2 separate regions of the Mus musculus genome follow, and region 2 is linked to region 1. A link is a contact called in public Hi-C data. All regions are on one chromosome and are shown on one strand. The core of a region is the stretch at or near the end of the contact, and the rest is flanking DNA. Distances in the headings are between cores, read along the strand shown.

What was found. A called contact is a pair of places that touch in the nucleus more often than the background predicts.
Region 2: a contact with region 1 is called in a Hi-C map of uterus, with 1.7 times the contacts expected there. The contact joins two enhancer-like sites. A contact is called at or near these places in 2 of 39 promoter capture datasets (the 3T3-L1 cell line and 3T3-L1-derived adipocytes), 14 of 484 Hi-C or Micro-C datasets (3T3-L1-derived adipocytes, the BV-2 cell line, the G1E-ER4 cell line and 11 more), 3 of 115 datasets of contacts at active chromatin or transcription factors (bone marrow-derived macrophages, embryonic fibroblasts and microglia) and 4 of 9 other capture datasets (adipose tissue, liver, macrophages and 1 more).

What each region holds. Positions count from the first base shown.
Region 1 is chr11:63,037,246-63,041,508 of GRCm38.p6, forward strand. No RefSeq gene overlaps it. Among named protein-coding and RNA genes, the nearest start is that of Gm36874, 12 kb to the right of the region's middle. Within about 2 kb of position 2,921, at least 42 of the 459 cell types and tissues checked have an H3K27ac peak or open chromatin away from gene starts, as enhancers often do. A contact at or near this core is called in trophoblast stem cells and uterus, where this site is marked.
Region 2 is chr11:63,113,246-63,117,884 of GRCm38.p6, forward strand. Gm36926 (a long non-coding RNA gene) reads right to left here. Exons shown (of 3, transcript XR_388733.4): 2 at 4,403-4,470. Among named protein-coding and RNA genes, the nearest start is that of Gm36926, 3.7 kb to the right of the region's middle. Within about 2 kb of position 1,921, at least 67 of the 459 cell types and tissues checked have an H3K27ac peak or open chromatin away from gene starts, as enhancers often do. A contact at or near this core is called in trophoblast stem cells and uterus, where this site is marked.

The DNA of each region.
Region 1 (4,263 bases), core at 1,671-4,170:
GTTTCAGGTTTATTTGGCAAGTGCCTTTACCTACTGAGCTGTTTTGCTGGCTACAAGTTTACATTCTAGACTATAGTTGCCTTATTGTACAATAGAACTTACTCCAGTCCATTTAAACTTTGGGCTATTTGATCAATTCTTTAATTGTCCCCCTTCCCCATCTTCTGTGACTTCAATGCTATTAAATATGAGCACTGTTATCTAGCAGCAAACAAACTTATTTATTACTATTTGACCCTTTATTGCTGTTCCTGAGTTAAATTCAGCGTGGATCAATCAACTGATACATATCTTCAAGGGATTGGTTTCAGGAACCCTCCTCATTCTCTGAATCCTCAGATGCACAAAGCCCTTGTATAAAATGGCACAGAATTTGCCGATTATTTACCTACCTACCACCTCTCGTGTTTGTTAAAACATCCCACAACATGTACTGAGATATAAACATCAGCCATGCTGTTCTGTTTAGGGAATAACGCCAAGAAAGAAGCCTGTTCACGTTCAGGACAGCTGAAGTTAGGAATGGGGCGATTACAGACCTTGCTATGCTCTCTTTCATTTTCATTACTGATAACAACGTGTCTTATTAAGAATACGTTGTGAAAATATCCACGACAACAGCTGTCTTAGGGGAACACTTACCACACCTCACAAGGGGTCGAATCTGCAGAAGCTGGTGGATGTACAGGACTCTTGGAAGAGGGACATAGCTCCAGGCATGGTAGCATGCTACTGTCATCCCAATACTTGAGAAATGAAGGCAGGAGGATCCTAAGTTCTAGGACACTGGGCTGTAGAGCAAGGCCCTCTCTGTAAATTGAGAAAGAATAAACAAATAAATATAGAGAGATACACATCCACTAAGATTAAGTACTTATTGGTTGGCGAAAATCACAAGCAAATGATAAAATTTGGCCATCTCCTGTCTATGAATACACCTGTGAAAATAAATAACTTTAGGAGCATTAAGATGTTACATCACAGAGGCTGGGGACATCACTCTACCATAGAGTGCTTATTTTGATCCCCAATGTGGAGGTTTCATCACAAGTAAAGCTCTAAAGCAGACTGGGACTATGTCTCCATGCATTGGGCTCCACCTATGACCCTTCTCCTTTGCAGGACTCTGTAAGGACATCGTGAGCTCCTGGAAGCTGGTGATCAATGAAAGACAGCTCTGGTGATGATGTCGGTGATGAGGATGACAGCATTCTGAATCACATTGGGTAGGGTATGGGCGAGCAGAGCGGTGATTTCCACTGTAGGCATGAAACCCACACCTGTCTCCTACCTTATAATAATGATAGTTTAAACTTCATAAAAATGAAGCTATAAGTCAAAGTCCAGTGGCTATGAATCACTGGATTCACTCACAAAAAGACACGCTGTGCTGGGCAGAAAGTGAATTCCCTGCCAAGGACTTACATGTGTCTCACTGTATTTTGTTATATCATTTTATGACGGTTGTTTCTACTGTTCGAGGCTGGACAACGCACAGCCTTTTCAGTTCAACATTCAAAGGCACTGGTTTGCTCATTTTTATGGTAGTTGGCTGGAGTCTGGCTTTGCAACAGGTGGTTAATTTTCACAAGGAAATGAAACTTCACAATTCTACTATTTCTAGATTTGTAAGGAGACATCACTGTGAGTTTAATTACCCTCCTCTCTCATGCAGATAAAGATCCAAAAGTCTCAGGCCTTGAACCTGTTCTGCCTTCGTGGGGCAACTTCCATCCAGGGCACATCCACTCTTTCAGGGGCTCATTTTTCATAGTCACTTCAAGGTGTTCCACAGACTCAAAGAACAAATGATGTCTTCTTGGAAGAAGGAAAAAAACAAGACTGGAGTGTTGCCTACTCATATGCTCCACTCTGTCCACAAGTGCTTAGCAATGAAGGCATGTATTAACCAACACTAAAACATATAATAAGCCCGTTCTTCTGGCCACCACCTTCTCATGGTCCCCCTGTGAGTGCTGAGAGCATCCGAACAAATCCTCCTGGCTGGAAAATCCTCTCAGAGTCTGTGCAACTGGGGTTGCTCACCTGTGGCCCTTGGTAGAATTGAACTTGGTACATTTACTAAGTGCCAGGGACTGCTTATTCTGAACAGGTCACATCTTCTGTCATTAATGCTTCCAAAGCCCCATGAGGGAGGTATTGTCATCATGTCCCTCACAAGGCAAAGGAAAGCAAAACACAGAGCTGTGCTCATCTGATGGCTTATAGGTAGACAAGGTCAGATACATCTCTGGGGCTCCAGGCTTTCACCATCTGATGTCATACGATGTCGGAAGATGGGATAGAATTCACTACCACCAGGTGACTTTCACTCAGTCACACTATGTCATAGGTCTTTATTTTGTTCAGGTTTGAACTAGGGGAAATGATATCTGTCTAGGCAGTAAGTCTTATCCATATATCTATAGTTCCTAAATGATAAACCAGCTTTGCAATTATTTAGCTGTGAGTCAAAGGGCCTAAATACACACTTCTCAGGGAGTACCACGGACCAGGAATAGGTATGGGGAATGAGATTAAGGGAGGGAAGAAGAGGCCTTTTTCAGCTGCCTCTTAGGTTAGTAAAGAAAACAATTTGACAAACTAGATAAAGACCAAGTCCTTAAAAAGTAAAATCCACAGCATGGTGAAGGGGCTCCTCTCATTGGGGAGGTATTTGTTTTTCTCCCCCTTCTACAGACCACGATCCATGAAGTCCTGGAATACTTTCACTGTAGAAGCCAAGATCTGGGGCATCTACAGTCTACTCTCTGGAATATGTCTGTGTTCACTCCCACTGGCTGGAATTTTTTTATGGGAGTTCGGACAAAGGGCATTTTGTGGCTACTCCCTCTGCCCCCTGCCCAGAACTGGCTCTACCGGAATGCGCTAATTGCTGCAGAACAATAGGATGCCTTATGTCCCCCTCTGCCCCATGGCTGTGCATTGATTGTTTATGGCACAAGGATCAAAACTGCCTGTGTTTCCTCTCACAGCAGTGGCAGAACAAGGTGGCGGCGGCCTCCTGCACGCCTGGGGAATTGCTTGTGAGGCTGGGGCATGTAAGAGGCTGCAGGTTTCATGTACCTAGCAGCCGGTGAGAAGGCACCTTTGCTGGACACAAGGGTTTCTTTTGCCTGGCTGGGAGGATGCTGCTGTGACTAGCCTGGCAGTTCCCACTCCAGAGTGGCGAGCCATTCAGCTCCACTCAGAAGCATGCAATCCGCAGCCGGGTGTAGAACTAAGGCAGAGTGGCCCTACCCAGAAAAGCTCGTTAAAAGTCCTTATGAATAATGAGTGTAGGACATGGTGAGTAGGCAGGCTGAATATTCAGTAACAACTCCTGAAATAGTAAGGCTATAAACCCATTTAAAAGTAGGAGTTGGTGCTGTCCATCAATAATGATAGAGGACCGGTCCCTACAGATGAAAGAAGCAGAAGTAAAGAAGAGCCAGAGAGGAGGATGTCCCAGGGTGAGGCGCCCTGCTGCTGCAGTGCTGCTGGAGGCACCAGCACACGGTCTTCAGGCCCAGGTGACATTCCTGACTGCTTGGAAGGTTATATACCTCATAGGTCAGAGGTCAGAGGTCATAGGCTACTCCATTTCTTTCTCCAACTTCAAGTTCTGCTAAATATCATGATGCCTCGATGGAACGAGATAAGACAGAGTGAGGGCTTGCGCACCAAAGAAAGTGCCCCTGGGGGCCCAGAACCCCCAACACACACACTGGAAGGTGCCTATTCACCAAGAGCAGTATGCAGGGAAGACATGGGACATCCAAGAAGTGCAAAGGGAAACCCTGATGAAGAGAAAGCACAAGGCCTTCAGGCAACCCAGAAACCACGGGTGCAAGGAAAAGAGGCTTCCTTCTTTGTGCAAATGTGGACAACAGAAAATATTTTTTTTAAAAAAAATAAAGATCATTAACATATTGTTATGCGTTTTGCAGGGTCATCACAGAACAAGAAGGATTGGCATTAAAAAAAAAAAAAAAAAAAGAATCAGGCAGGAAATTCCTAAATTTGAAGGCAGATGATCTAACTAAAAGTCAAAATTACATCCATTAGTCCGCCAGATGTAATGACACGTGCTGTTAGTCCCAGTACTCAAGAGACAGAGGCAGACAGATCTCTGTGAGTTCCAGGCCAGCCAGAGTCACATAAAGCAAGCTGCCGCCCCCACCCCACCCCCAGTTAAGCCAATGAATCATAATTTAAAACTCTGTTATTCTTAAAGTTTAAAAATTAAAAGTTTTCTGTTGT
Region 2 (4,639 bases), core at 671-3,170, 75 kb after region 1:
CCTGTGCTCTTGGAGTCATGGGAGCAACAGCTTAGAAGACCAGAATGGAAGTGTGCCACTCAAGAAAAGAGATGTTCCATTCAAGAAATGGCATGGATGGGAGAACAAATGATTACACCCAGCAGCAAACCATGCTGAGGAGCATACACTTGTGCCTTTGAGTCAGACGAAGCTTAAATGGGAGGTGACCCTCAAATGATACTGAGAAACTAGGAAAGGGAGATAGAGTTACGGGAAAATATGGGGGACTAAAGGTTAAGGCCATACTTATAAACTGTGGGCAACACATTTCATCCCACAGCCCATCCTACACAGAAGAGGAGGATGGAACCTTGGTAACTAATGAGGGACTGCCAAGGGAAGGAAAATTTGGGAGGACTAGATTCCTCATCCCAAGAGTGGTCCTGTAGAGAAAGACCTTTGGAGTATCTGGTGGGTTTCTTAGATGCCCAGAATGCAGGGTTAGGGGAAGGGAGGGAGAGAGGACATGAGTAGCAGGATATGGGGACCATATGGGCAGGTTATTCTAAACTTTCTGAATTTGTCTTGAGGAGACACTGCTGGAAGCATGCATGGCTCCGGGAAGATGCTCTGCTTGTGGTGGGTCTCTGGGAAGAAGGGCTGGGCAGCAGGCAACAGAATGAGAGGCATGGGATGAGGTTTGGCAAAAGGACATTTGACTCTGAGATAGGCCACAGGGAAACAGAATCCTTACGAGCAACAGGAAACCAGAAGGTGGAACAAAATGGGAAGTGGAAGACACCAGGCAGTCCGTGTGGTCGCCATTATTCCAGGGTACCTATTGCTGCTGCCATCACATGTGGACATCCAGACTCCAGCTTCTTCATCAGACTCCAGCTTTTTCATTAGACTCCAGATTCGTCATCAGTTTCCCACTAGTAAATGTCTAGGGAGTTTCCAGGCCTTCAGCCTCACAGAGTGGCCGCAGCATGGCTCCTCCCCATTCAGAGATGGAGCTCTTGACCTGAGCAGCTACCAATTCTCTGCATCTCCACTATGCAGGCAGTCAGCTGATTACCCAGCCTCCAATCCTCTAAGCCAGTCTAATAAAAGCCCCCTTGAAAACCAGAGGCTCCAGGCTTCTTTGAACGGAGAGTGAATCACATTGGGACTGAGGGCGGGGGGAGCGGGAATTTGGTTGCACTTTAATTGCCAAGGCTGTACTACCTTTTCCTGTGAAGGGGGTAGAGGCTGAGGTGCATCAGCCTCAGAGTTCGTATGATGAAGGTCTGGCTGCCAGTCCCACCGAATGTGACTGAGTTTGGAGATAGGGTATTTAAAGTAAAGATGACAAATCTGACAGGAGGCCGTGAAGGGCTTTTGGCCAACTGAAATGAATGACTTAAACAAGGAGAAAAGTCCTGAGAAGGTGTCCCAGAAGAAAGCAACCCAGTGACACCTTGGGTCTGGAATATAGATTATACTCTTACAATATAGATTATAAGAAAGTAAATTCCTGTTATTTGAGCCACCCCACCCAGTCTGTTGGCCCCAGAAGACTGACACAGGTCTATGGAAAATGATCATTACTTTGATATCTTACAACAGGGCTGTGAGATGCTTAGAGCAGGCTTTTGTGAAAGCTGTGAGGAAGCAAAGAGGAACACAAGCCAAAAGGTGTAACATTGAGCTTCTAAGAAGAATATAAGCCGAAAGGTGTAGCACCGAGCTTGTAAGTGGGACTTCTTAAGACAATAACTAGACATGAAACGGTCTGCCCGAGGAGTCACATGGCTTTGAATTCCCCAGCCATCCCTTGCCTCCAGGGGGGAAACCTGTACTGCAACCACTGCCATTTGTCATAGATCCTTGTGCTCCTGTGTGTGCTGAGACCAGGGCTGGGACACAGAACCACAAGCAGCCTGTGGCTGGAATTTGTGGCTAAGCAAGCAGCAGTAGAAGCCAGATGTCGCAACCCAGGCTTGTCCAGAAGGCAGGCTGGACATCCATGGAATTCATGTGGTCACAGTATTGCATGCATGTTTTGGGAGAGCTGTGTGATGAATGGAGTGTTTATAAGCATTGGAGAGAAAGCTGTGTATTCCCACATTCCCATGGCCCTGACTGCAAGCTGTGAGCTGCAGGGCCTCCTTCCCATCAGCTGCGCATACAGAGTCCAACCAGGCTCTTTTTCTGACTTGAGAGGAACATTCTCTGGCAGAGACTAGGCCTGCAGGGTGCTCCAGGAAAGTCGCTTTGGGAGCAGGAATGGCCAGGTCTGGATAAACATAGTTCAGGCCCTCAGATATTTTGAACATGACTAAATAGCCAGCCACACAGCGCTTCATCAGAGCCCTTCAAATAGTTCATCTGAAGTCCTGGCTGTGATCCAGGCAGTTGCTGGTCAAATGCTAAATCTACTGTTCTAGAAACCAAACACCATAGTGTTTTAGCCTTATGGGATGAAAGCTAAGGCCCTGTGGCGTTGTTGCTAGACTTGGGGAGGGGAGTTCTCTACACTCCAAACTTCATTTTCTTGTTGTCCGAACTGGTGATAATATAATGAAGGTAAGTCTTCAGTGGCAGAACCCTAAGTTTTTAAATAGAGAGGCAAAGGAGGACTTTTGTTTGGGTATTATTGGAAAGTTCTCCAAGCCTATAGCCTCCATAGCAGCCACATCCAGGAAACACTGGAGGTGACGCTGGGGATAACAGTGATGAAGCTAATGAACTCTTGACCTATCAATGGGGCATAGTTGAAATACCCCAATTATCTCTTTATCTATCAGTGAGGCATAGTTGAAATACCCCAGTGACCTCTTGACCTACCAATGAAACATAGTTGAAATACCCCACAGTACTGGCTGCATTCTTTTCTTTTTTTGTTCTTTTCCTTCCTTCCTCCAATCTTCTTCCCTTTCTTATACCATGGTCTAGGAATCTAAGTGCAAGAATGGACACTAGCTAGCTATCATGATTGGAAATGATGCTGGATGGCTGCCGTACGGCCTTTCTCCACACAGGCACACTGCAGGATACATGGTGGCTTGGAGGGTCACTTTTCTAACTGTGCATTCATTCATTCATTCATTCACTCAACAAACACCTATTTTATTTCACACACCATAACTTAGCATACCCCCAAAGCAATAAGAGAGGCCTCAGTCATTCGTAAGCTTATAACATAGAAGGATGATCATAACGGAAAAACTAGGCCTCTCATTTGTTATTCCCGGCCTCATCAATCAGTGAGAAGCTCATAGGCCCGTGACATGCAGAGATGTTGATTTTGCTGAAATATGATATAAACTGCTTGACTGGGCACAGTGTAAAGTGTGGACTTCTGAGTAGGAAGCAGAATAAGGCAAGAGAAAGATGAGTTCTACTGCCTTCCCATCATTAATGCCTCAGAGAGAGATGTGACTGACTTTTCCTGGAGAGTCGCACTCACCCCAAGAAAGGAACCCACAAAAGACCAAAGTGTGGATACCACGAAAGTCCTATTTAATGATCAAATGACTTTTTATTGGGGTTACTTATAGGAATGCGGGTGAGGGGTTATTTACAAGCACAGAAATGACTCAAAGACAGCTGCATCACCAAAGGTCACCTCAGCGTGGTGACGGCTCACAGAGCAGGGAACCTGGGGCACACTGCACAGCCTGCAGGCAGTTCAACAGGCTGAAGAGCATTCTTTCCAGGTTGTCCTGTCCAGTTGTTCTGAGCCTCTTCCAGGCAGTTTGGCTGATTCCTGCTTGTTCCAGACTGCTTTGCTCTTTTGAGAGTGGCTCTTCCCAGCATTTATTCTTTACTCTCGGGAGGGAGGGGCCTAATGAATCTGGTCAGTTTCAGGGACTTCCTTAAATTATTTTGAGTTATTTAGTTTTTGTCTTAAGGAGTCTCCCTGGAGCTGAAAGTTTTAACCTGTGAAGAAACTGCTACATAAAAGAGATGCTTGGTTTTCTGTGGCAGTCACTAGTGCAGTTGCCTTAAATGTTAGAGCATCTCAGTGCTATTGCAAAGAACTACTGGAACTCAGAGCTAGCAGGAATTTATATTAATAGACATGAAACAAAATGAAGATCTCTGAGGCAGTAATTGTTCCTACCCAGACAGGAGAAGAATTTGAGAGAAAGAACAGATAGAATTTATGAGTACCAATGAGGAAAGTCATGTCATGCTCAGACAATATCTCTATGTATCACATGACATACCAGGTGGAAGATGTCAGGAGGAGACTCACAGAAGAGGTGTCTCAGAGTAGATGACTGGAGGGGAGCCAAGTGCTGACCTGCAACCCCAAAAGCCAAAGGAACTCTGGCCAAGTTAGTAAGAGAGATAGTATTTAATCTCTGACTAGACACAACACACAAACACAGCAGACAAAAGACGTAGAACAACTAGAACACTGGAAATTTGTCAACAAAGAATGGTTTCTTACCCCTGAGAGATCAAATCCAGATGAGGCAGATGAGTTTATTGCAAGTCCATACCTCTGGGTTCTCAGTACTGCAAGAAGAAACCCATGAGTCAATTCCTGGAGCTGAGAAGAATCAAGAGCCTAGCATCACTGTGTCATGTGGGGTCTCCATCTCCTTCATGCCAGATCTCTGTTGTCTTGAAGCATCTGAGGGGCATACGTCTTCAAGCTCAGTCCATGGATGTTCTGCATTTCCTT